2 separate regions of the Sus scrofa genome follow, and region 1 is linked to region 2. A link is a contact called in public HiChIP or PLAC-seq data. All regions are on one chromosome and are shown on one strand. Each heading gives the region's core, a stretch centred on a gene start, on an enhancer-like site or on the middle of the called end of the contact. The rest is flanking DNA. Distances are from core to core; before and after follow the strand shown. Region 1 overlaps TLDC1 (TLD domain-containing protein 1). Region 2 holds the start of KLHL36 (kelch-like protein 36).

Region 1 (4,954 bases), core at 727-3,226, 97 kb after region 2:
CATTTGTGTTTTGTAAGTGACGTTTGATGGGACAGGGGGGCATGCCCTGGGGCTGGGGGTCCTGCCTGCAGCCACCTCCCTGCTTCCTAGAATGAGTTCTGGCCACTCTCTGCCCCATGGTACCCTCCGCAGACTGCTCTCCGCCCAGTCCTGAGCATACACCCCCTCACCCGGGGTGGGGAGGGCATTAACGAGCAAATGGAAAACGCCAAGACAGGTCAAGAGAAAGAAGGTGGGGAGGAGGAGCGGGGGGAGGAAGGGACCGAGGGCTGCACGTTTTCACTTCTCCTGGGCCGGCTGGAGGCCGTCCCCTGCTCACAGTGGCCCAGGCGCCCTGCCCAGCACCTCACACATGTGATCACCTTGGACCTTGGCCACCCTGGGAGCTCAGCACTATTGTCACCCCCCTTGCAGAGCAGAGGCAAGGCAGGGAGCCTGGAAGGAACGGTCCCGGGGGTGGGGGGCAGCTGGAAAGGAGGCCCTGGGCGGATCTGGAGCTGCTCCTCTGTCTGCCCCGCGCCTGTGCTCGTCACCCTCTTAGGGTACCCGGAGCTGTGGGTCTGGACCCCCTCAGATGGGGGTGGGCAAGCTTGTCGGGGGAAGGTGGAAGAGCCTCGTGGAGAAGGGACCCTGTGGCCAGGGTGGCATCAGCTAGGCCTGGTGGACATTGATGGCTGGGGTTTAGCGGTCCCCAGCGACGGGGGCCCGCAGCCTGAAGGGGCCTGGGGGGCTCTGCAGGGTGCAGCCTGTGGATGGGCCGCAGCGGCGTCAGGCCGTGGAAAGCTTCATGAAATGATCATGAGGTCACAATTCATAATGCATGAGGGGTCGGGTGGGGGCCGCTCGCCGCACACAGGCCCTTTGTTCCCGGCGGGGCCGCCGAGCGCTTTCCTCGTAATCATCTCAGAGGAAGGAAGCGGAGAAGATTGATCTCCCAGAGTCTGATCCGCTTCCTTTGGGGCGGCTGCTCTCTGTCCCGCACAGAACTCTGAAGGCGCCCCAGAGATGCTTTGCTGTGAGTCACGAGGGACAGATGCTGAAGATACATAGCTCGTTTACAGAGTCTTAGAAAACGCACGTTCGTGTGTGTGTGTGTGTGTGTGTGTGTGTGTGTGTGTGTGTGTGTGTGTGTAGCTTCTTCCCAGACCAGCCATCTCACAGATCTCTGTATTGTTCACCCAGCCTCTTTGTGGAGCTGTGTTTGTTTCTTTCAGTTTGGTTTATTTTTAAATTGGAGAAGAAGGGAAAGGGCGTGAGGAGATAGGATTTGCTCAGATCAATAGCTCAGCGGGAAATGGACTTAAGGTCAAAGGTCAACTAATCCATCACCAAAGGGGTTTTGAGGCGCTGCTGCCTAGAAGGGAAGTTTATGGGAGAGTGAGCACGAGGTGGTGAAGCCATAAATTCCGGGCCGCTGCAGCCAGGGGGCTGGTGACTGCATGTCACGGGAAGTTTCAGGGCAGATTTGTTTCTTGCCAACTGCTGACTCTTGTTTTCTGCTTTCTGGAAGCCAGTGTGGGTGGGACCCTGCCCCCTGGGCCGGAACGGAGCGCACCACGGCTGCACACTTGACCCTGCTGGGCCAATCAGCATCTCTGCCCCATGAAACTCCATCAGGCCGGTTCTGGAGCGGAGGAGGCGAAATCCTGGGTGGGGCCAGCAGCCGAGCCGTCTTGCTCAGAGAGCCAGTGAGGTGGGGTGCAGGAAGCGGAGCTCGAGGGGGAGGCGGGGAGAGAAAGGGAAGGAAACCTCCTGGTTTTCCAGGCTCTGCTTCCAGTGCGCTGAGGCCCAACCACATTCTCGTCTTTGGGGTCTCTGAGACGCCCCCTTGACCTTCCAGTAAATCTCCTTTGGTAACTGAAGTTTCTAGAATGGCTTTATGCAGGACCCGCCACGTAATGCTGGGGGCTTAGTGCGAAGGAAACCGTGGGGCCCCCTGTTCCACCATTTGTAAGAATTTTAAGGTGGCGACAACAGCATGAAACTGATGGGGGCGCTCCTAGGCCGGGCCCTGTGACTGTGCTCACAGAGCCAGCCCTGGGTTTGTGTTACCTGCAACCAAAAGAGTTGTGAGCCAGCCAGCCAGACCTGGCCAGAAAGGTGCTCTTCCCACGCAAAGAGAAGGTATTTCAAAAGTCTTCCCAGAACCACATCAGGGGCAGCCACAGGCTGGGAAACGAGAATAGACAGAAAAAGTCCAGGAGGACTGAATAAAATGAAGGCAGAGGCACTCCCAGGGCAGGATGTCTAGCGGGGAGCCCGGGGGTGGGGTGGGCGCTGGGAGCAAACGCCTTTCAGTTCTGTGCTGCTGGGTGCCTGCAGACAGAGCCCGTGGCCCAGGGGAGGAGTGGGGTGAGGGCCGAGCAGGGCAGCCCGGTGCCCCAAAGGGGTCCCCACACTGCATGGCGGCGCAGAGGGGTGTCTGGACCAGGTCAGAGCAAGGAGAACTTTCTCTTCGCCTGGTCCGGGTGAGGGGCCCCATCGCCAGTGCCGGGAACGGGGCCGCAAAGCACCATGGGCAGCTCAGAACCGCGTCTGCACGTCTGTCCTTAGGTGTCGATTGCTTTGTTTAATCAACCGAGGAACTAGCCGAATCCTGTTCTCATCTCTGCCATGAGTTCAGATCTTCCCGTTCCATGTGGACCCCGAAAGGCCCATCTCTAAATGCCATCCCATTTGGGGGTTAAGGCTCCAAGAGGGATTCTGAGGAGACACAGGACTTTCAGACGATCGTATCCAGCCGTGGGCCTTTCCTGTAAGACCTGGCCGCGTGTCCTGACTCCGTCACTGTAAACACATCTTCACTGTGGCAGTAACGCTACTGAAACCCACCAGTTCTTCCAGCGGGTCTGTGAATGTGGGCGTGGTCTTGCGGGACCCCCCCGCCAGCCCCGAGGCACAATGGGTGTGTGTGTGATGTCTTGCTTTTTGTTTCGGGAAGGTAGGTCCGTCACTTTGACAAGGAACAAGTCAGTTGGCTTTAAGATTCTGTCCCCCGAATGCACAGCCATGATGTTGCTTTAGCCACGAGATCGCGTTCTCGGAGTCCCAGCCACGGTTTCCAGCAGCTGCTCAGGCAGGTGGCTTCCTCCCCACTCCTGACCCTTGGCTCTGACATCCCTCCCGATGACACGATGGCCCGAACCCTCCCCCGCCTCTCCTTCCACCACTGCAGCCAGGAAGCGGCTGGGGTGCCCAGAGCAGGGCCTCGCCTGGGCAAGGGAAGCCGGAAGCCAGACTCCAGAACATAGAAGGTCGAGAGCGGCCGTGGAGGACGCCCCAGAAAGGGTACCAAGGTCCTCAGCCACTCAAGGGGATTCCTCTCAGGGATGCAGAGGCGACGGGCCCTTCTTTCCTGGAAAGGTCACTGCGGGCATCCGTCTCCCAGTGACTGTCCTGGTCGTGCCCGTGAATGAGAGACTCAGAAGGGAGTGAGTGGGCAAAAGGTCACAGTGCCAAAAATGCAGCCCCGCAGCCCAGAGCACCCATAAATTTGCACGTCGGTGACATGTGTGTGTTTCTTTGTCCCAGTTCTGGCTCGTTGGCTTGCAGAGCGGGGTCTGTCCAGGTTTCCCAGCTTCTCCTCCTGGCCGGCGGGAGCTGTGGATGCGGGAGCAAGGGAGCGAGAGTGGCCCGGATGTGGTTGTCAGAAACTCTGCAGCCACAAGCCCAGGATCCCAAACGGTGCAGGCCGAGGAGCAGGAAGGCAGAATGGGTAGAACAAGGGCTGGGGCGTCCCATCCCCCACCCCACAGTGACCCGGGGCGAGTCCCCGGACTCTCTGAGAGTCCGTTTTCCCATCTGGAATAGGGTGCCAATAGTCTCTGCCTCACTCGGAGGGGCACAGAGGATGGAGTGAAACTCTGCTCATCACGTGCTGGCGCTGGGCCACTGTCGTTAACCGCTGGCGTCTCAGGATCGCAGGGTGGGGCAGGGTGGGCGCGGGAGGGCACTGAGCCCCTGGGAGTTGGTCTTGGACCAGGAGCTGCCATTTTACTTACTCCACACAAGAGACCCACGAGCCTGGGTGGGGCTTGGCAAAACCTAACACACATTTTGTGGAGGACCCTCCAGCTCACTGTGTGAACAGAGGGCGGGCCCACAACGATTTTCCTTCGAAGGAGGCCCTGTCCAGGGCTTTGGTGTTGAAATGAGAGACGTTATCCCCAGACACAGCTGCCACTCTCGACTTTTTCCAAAGTCATAGTCATCTGTCATAAGCCCCCACGGGCCACACGTGGGTGTCACTCAGTCAGCCTGGGCGGCTCGGACCCGGGGCTGTGTTCTCCCCTGCAGGGTCACGTCGGCTTTCAGGAGCACCGAGGTGCTGGTGGGGCGGTTTGCTGCGATTGTGGCTTTGAGCAGATAAGCAGGAATAAGCCGGTGTCCCTCTGTTAGCACTTCCAAGCATGGCGCTGTTCTGAGAACCCCTCATCTAGAGCCCATAGTTCAGGAGGTGAGGTACTGCCATCCCCGTTTTACAGATGGGGAAACTGAGGCCAGCTAAAGAGCTGGCGCAGGGCACACAGCTAGTGAATCTGCGGAGCCTGGCTCCTCGGCTGTGCCTCTTTACCCCGAGGCTCTGCCTTCTGGTTGATGGCAGGTGTGTCACAAGAGCTGGGCGTTGTCACACGCCAAGGGGGTTTTGCCCTTAAATTCAGTTTGGGGAGTTCTTGTTGTGGCTCAGCAGTTAGCAAATCCCAGTAGTATCCATGAGGACGTGGGTTCGATTCCTGGCCTTGCTCAGTGGGTTAAGAATCTGGCGTTGCTGTGAGCTGTGGTGTAGGTCACAGACACAGCTCGGATCCTGCATTGCTGGGGCTCTGGTGTAGGCCGATTGGACCCCTAGCCTGGGAACCGCTATATGCCACCAGTGTGGCCCTAAAAGACCAAAACAACAACAACAACAACAAAAAAAAAAACCTCAATTTTGATCCTGTCCATGAGCCAAATG
Region 2 (5,592 bases), core at 2,826-5,325:
AAACTCCTCACCAAGCCATTTTAACACCATATATAGTCTGTACATCCGCACGTATGCTGTGGGTACAGCTGGGCTTTATATTGGAAAAGAGTAAAATTCTTTCCACAGCTCTCAGGGTCCACTCCGCCTCCTGATGGGCAATATTAGCCCCATGGAGAATCTACGACCTAAGGTAACCATGACATTCCGTCTTCAAAAAAGGACACTCAGTAATAACTTAGGATTATACATATTTATAAAGGGACAGGTATAAGCAGGGACTGGACTGTCCCCAGACTGCCCCCCCCCAAGTCACCTGAGGAGTTGGCTTAAGGTAGAGACTTCCTGGTCCTGCTCTCAGATTTTACGTCTGCAAGTCTGGGGTCGGGCTGGGCAAGGGCACGTCTAATGAATCACCTGCCCCCCGCCCCGCCCCCGGCATGACACAGGTCGGCAGCCTCGCCTTGGGGAACCCACCCCGATTGCTCCCAGGGTCCCCGAAAGTCACGAGCAGGGAAAGACTCCCTCGGGGCCCTTAACATCCGGGTATGCGAAGTGCTGCCCCGCCACAAGGATGGGGGCTGGCTTCTCCATGGACACCTCAAAAATGCCACGGAGGTGTCCGTGGAGAAGGCAGCCCCCACCCTTATGGCATCTACCCTGTCCCATGGCCTCTACCCTGTCCTGCAGACCTCTTAGAGGCACGGTGCAGGGTAAACGAGGCGGGCTGTGTTTCAAACAGCCCGCGCACCCCCCACTCCCACTTGCTCTGATTTTACGACTCTGCCACTCCTAGCCTGTGCCACTTCTGGGGCATCATTAAGGAGATGAATACTGCCACCAAGAACCGAAAATGAGCCTGTGAATACGAATGAGCTCATGAGAAAGAGCTCACGCAATGTGCCCAGGCGGCGAGCGACCCATCCACAGACCTTTGACGACTCGCTGATCTTGTACGGCCGAGACACTCGCGTCTGCCGGCTTCCTTCCATGATAAAGGAGACGGCAGCCCTGCAGGAAGAACAGGACTTCTGAGCGTGGAGCAGTAACTCTAGATCATGCACGAATCGCTGGCTCTGCTGGCAGGCATCAATGGCAGCAAGAGCGACACGACCACCCGCAGCAAAGGAGAGAAAACTGTACCGCGGACTCTCTTAGGCTGAGAGCTTTTAACACATGTTCCGTCTCACCTACAATCCCACCGCATCGTGTGTCTTAGCCCCCCTCCTACAAATACCTACCTTTCGACGCCTGATCGCAACAGGGCCTTTTCCACAGATCAGGATGACAATGACAAGAGTCACCGTTTCAGAGCCCAGATGGGGGCCTTAAGGGGTGGACAAGCACCCCATCATGGAACTCCCACAACTACCCGGCCAGGCTGATGCCACTGACACCACCGTTACGCACGAGGACGTTGAGCTCAAGGTCACAAAACTAGTGGATGGTGAGGAAGCCAATCGGAATCCGTCCAGCTTCAAAAGTGGACAGACACGGGCCCTTCCCCAGGATGCTCTATGAACACGGTCCAGTCTTGGAGAGACTAACATTTCATGAAGTCAAGAATGCAGCGCCGTCACGCCTACCAAGCATCAAATATGGTGTAGACCCAGGCACTGTCTTAAGTGCTTTTCCGTCGTCACGGGTTTAATCCCCACCACAACCCTAGGAGGCCTGAACTGCCACCATCCTCCGTTCACAGAGGAGGAAGCTGAAGGCAGTAAGGGGAAGTGACTTGTCGATCGAGCGTTACACACAGGAAAGAGAGGCAGAGTTAGGATTTTTTTCTTTTTTTTGGTCTTTTGTCCTTTTTAGGGCCGCACCCTGGGCATTTCGAGGTTCCCAGGCTAGGGGTCTAATCAGAGCTGTAGCCACCGGCCTCCGCCACAGACACAGCCACGCCATCTCTGAGCTGCGTCTGCGACTTACACTACAGCTCGTGGCAACACTGGATCCTTAACCCACTGAGTGAGGTCAGGGATCAAAACCGCAACCTCATGGTTTCTAGCCGGATTCATTTCCGCTGAGCCACGACAGGAATGCCTCTTTTTTTTTTAATAAGATTTTTTTTAATTTATTTTTTATTTTTAGGGCATATGGAAGTGCCCGGGCTAGGGGTCGAATCTGAGCCACATTTGTGAACTACACCACAGCTTTTGGCAATGCCAGATCCTTAATCCACTGAGCAAGGCCAGGGATCGAACCCACATCCTCATGGATACCAGTCAGAGTCTTAATCCTCTGAGCCGCAATGGGAACTCCGGATTTAGGATTTCAACCTAAGGAGGCTTTCATGCTCTTAACCCTTAGGCTCTTCCACCTGGCCTTTAAAAAAAAAAAAAGTGCTCACAGGCAGGAAACTTTGGCTGGGGACATATGTCCCACCACAAATATCCAAGATAAACTTGAAAAGGCAAGTTAACCTCTCTAGACTTCAAGGTTGAGTTTATGGAGTGGGCTGGTGTAGCAGGCAATGTTAAAAGTTTCTTCCAGCTTTGAAATGCCAGGCAACTCACTAAGAGCACTGAGCTGGGCTATGGGGGACCTCGGAGGATGGGAGCACACAGAGAAAGGATGAGGCCAGCAGTGTGGGCACGGGTCACAAACTGGCACTGACGGTTTGAGAAGGAATTTTTCTGAGTTGAGAAGAGTCAATCTGTCACCGAGTGAACACTTTGTTGATAGAAAATCATGTGACAAGCAGTCAGCACAGTGTCAAGACAATCAGGGACACACAGAGGTGGTGGCAGTGTCCCCCCTGGAGGAATAAAACTGGGCACAGTCCATCCTGCCGACTTCCTGGGGGAAGGAAAGGACAACCAGATTTCTCTGGACCAATCAGCAACTCTGTGACAAAGACCAGCCGCCCCTGCCCCTGTCCTTTCTGACTCCCCCTCGGATGCTGAGGGGGCTCAGAGAGGGGGGATGGGAAGGACCCGGGCCTCCTTGCGCTGCCTCCTACTCACCCCTAACTTCTCTGTTTCACCTGCATCCTCTAAGACAGGTACCACCATTGTTTCTGACATCCAGGCTCAGGTGGCCGTGGGACCCACCCAAGGTCACACAGCAGAAAGTCTCCCTCATCCCAGGCAGCCAGTCAGGGCTCAGGTTTGACCTCAGTGCTAAAAGCTTTCTTGTCTAGGCCAAGATTTCTAGAGAGCGTCTCCCCTTGTGGAGGCTCCCTTTTGTCTGCGGGCAGGTGGTTTGGGGCCAAGGGCTACAGGAGTGTTGGGTGTCAGCTGCTTCCATGCTTGCTGAAAGCAGGTGACGGGTCAAGGCCATCCGTGGGGACAGCGGCAATCCCCAGTTTGGTGTAAAAAGGTCTTTCGGTAAACACGGGAACAGAGGCCACCTCAGGCCAGGAGGGTCCCCAGGGAGCCTCCTCTTCGGGTTCTTTCCCCGGGTTTCGACCCAGATCCCAGATCCTGCCCGACCTCAGCACTGACGGAGACAGCATCGTTGAGATGGGAGCGGATGCCCGCGGGCACTCACACGTCCCGGGCCTCGCCGGCGGGGTCTCCGGGGACGTCGCTGTCCCTCGCTCGGACCCGGCACCCCCTGGCGGAACTGCCGGTACAACGGCCGCCCGGGCAGGCTCGAGCCGGCTAGGAGGAGGCGGAGGGAGGCGAAGCTGGGTCGCGCCGGGGGCCAGCAACCGCGGCGGGACGCGGGGACACTCAGCTGGGCCGCGCGGGGCTGGCCGCCCAGGCCGCACCTCCACCTGCGGGGGCGGCGGCCCCCTCCTCCCACCCCGCGACCGCCCCTCCGCCCGCCCCGCCGCCCTCCCGCCATCCCCGGAGCACAAAGGGATCCCGGGGGCGGGGCGGGGGCGCAGCTCGCGGGGCCCGGGACCCCGGTGAGGCCGGCCCGCCCCCCGCCCCGGCCCCCGGACGGCGCGCGGCTCCGGCTGGGCCCGGGCAGGAAGGGGGCGCGCGCAGAGGCCCACCTGAGAGGGCGCGCTACGGGCGCGGCGCGGGGAGCCCCGGCGGCGGGGCCGGGCGGGCGGGGCGGCGGGGCCCGGGCGCCGGAGCCCGCAGGCGGGCCGGGTGCGCGGCCATGGCTCCGCCAGGAAGTGCGACGCCGAGGGCGGAGGCGCGCGCGGCCAATGGCGGCGGCCGGGAGGGGGCGGGCTCAGGCGGCGCGGGGGCGGGGCCTGCGCGGGGGGCGGGGCGCGCGGGGGGCGGGGCGGGGCGAGGGCTGGGTCCGCGCCCACACTTGGCGCTCAGCCCTGGGCTGCCCCCGGCTCGGTCGCTGCCTGGGCGCGCCACACACGGTCACGCATCGCGAAATGCGTAGTGGGGGTCGCCCGCCATTCCAGGCATAGGGACACGGAGCGGACGGGACGGGCACGGTCCCAGGCCTGGGGGGAAGTGAGCGGCTGGCCGAGACCTGAGCGCTGGGAGGTGACAGCGCAGTGGCATCTTCCAGCCATCACCTCCTTCCAGTCTTAGGTCCAGTCTTAGGGCGAAGGTCCCCTGCATGCACCCTAAGGCGAGGCCTTCGCCTACTCCTCTGTTTAAAGTCACATTCTCTCTCTTCACTTCCAGCTTTACGTTTCATTTAGCCTTACCATTGTATAATCTTCTGGATCTTTTTTTTTTTTTTTTTTTTTTTTTTGTCTTTTTGCCTTTTCTAGGACTGCTCCCTTGGCATATGGAGGTTCCCAGGCTAGGAGTCCAATCGGAGCTGTAGTTGCCCGCCTACGCCATAGGCGCAGCAACGCGGGATCCCAGCCGCCTCTGCGACCTACACCACAGTTCACGGCTACGCTGGTCCTTAACCCACTGAGCGAGGCCAGGGATCGAACCAGCTACCTCCTGGTTCCTAGTCAGATTCGTTAACCACCGAGCCACGACGGGAACTCCCTGGATCATTTTCTTATTCATTTGACTTATTGACCCTCTCCCCCACTAGAAACCCTCTAGGGCAGCAGTTACCTTTGGTTTTATTCCTAGCTGGGCCCCCACCTAGTAGGTGCTCAGCAGAGTGAATAAATTTAACCATCACAGATCTATCATGGTCAAACTTACACTACAGCATGGATGAACCTTGAAAACATAATAAGTGAAAGAACACTACGTAAAAGGACATATATTGCATGATTCCATTTATGTAAAGTTTCCAAAGTAGGCAAATCCAAAGAGCCAGAACTTAAATTAGTGTTTGCCCAGGACCGGTGAGTTGGGGTGAAATGTGGTGGTTGTTAAATATGAAGGGATTTTTTGAGTGTGGTGTAAAAAATGTCGTGAAATTAGGTAGTATTGATGGTTGTGCAACTCTGAATCTATGAAAAACCATTGAATTGTACAATTTAAAAGGGTAAATTGGGGGTTCCCACTGTGGCTCAGCAGTAACGAACCTGACTATTAACCATGAGAATGTGGGTTTGGTCCCTGACCTTGCTCAGTGCATTAAGGATCCGGCATTGCTGTGAGCTGTGTTGTGGGTCGCAGATGCAGCTTGGATCTGGCGTTGCTGTGGCTGTGGTGTAGGCGGGCAACTGCAGCTCTGATTCAACCCCTAGCCTGGGAACTTATATACGCCGTGAGTGCGGGCCTAAAAAAGCAAAACTAAATAAATAAGTAAAAGGGTAAATTGGAGTTCCCTGGTAGC

Evidence for each region. HiChIP or PLAC-seq counts read pairs in DNA pulled down with a chosen protein or histone mark.
Region 1: an H3K27ac HiChIP or PLAC-seq map of alveolar macrophages shows a contact between it and region 2. The contact joins the enhancer-like site here to the promoter of KLHL36 in region 2.

What each region holds. Positions count from the first base shown.
Region 1 is chr6:4,175,670-4,180,623 of Sscrofa11.1, forward strand. The region is part of intron 1 of TLDC1 (TLD domain-containing protein 1); the gene reads left to right. Among named protein-coding and RNA genes, the nearest start is that of TLDC1, 8.3 kb to the left of the region's middle. Within about 2 kb of position 1,977, at least 54 of the 83 cell types and tissues checked have an H3K27ac peak or open chromatin away from gene starts, as enhancers often do. A contact at or near this core is called in alveolar macrophages, where this site is marked.
Region 2 is chr6:4,076,108-4,081,699 of Sscrofa11.1, forward strand. KLHL36 (kelch-like protein 36) reads right to left here and starts at 4,076. Exons shown (of 5, transcript XM_021093726.1): 1 at 3,926-4,076; 2 at 912-990. The coding sequence starts at 971.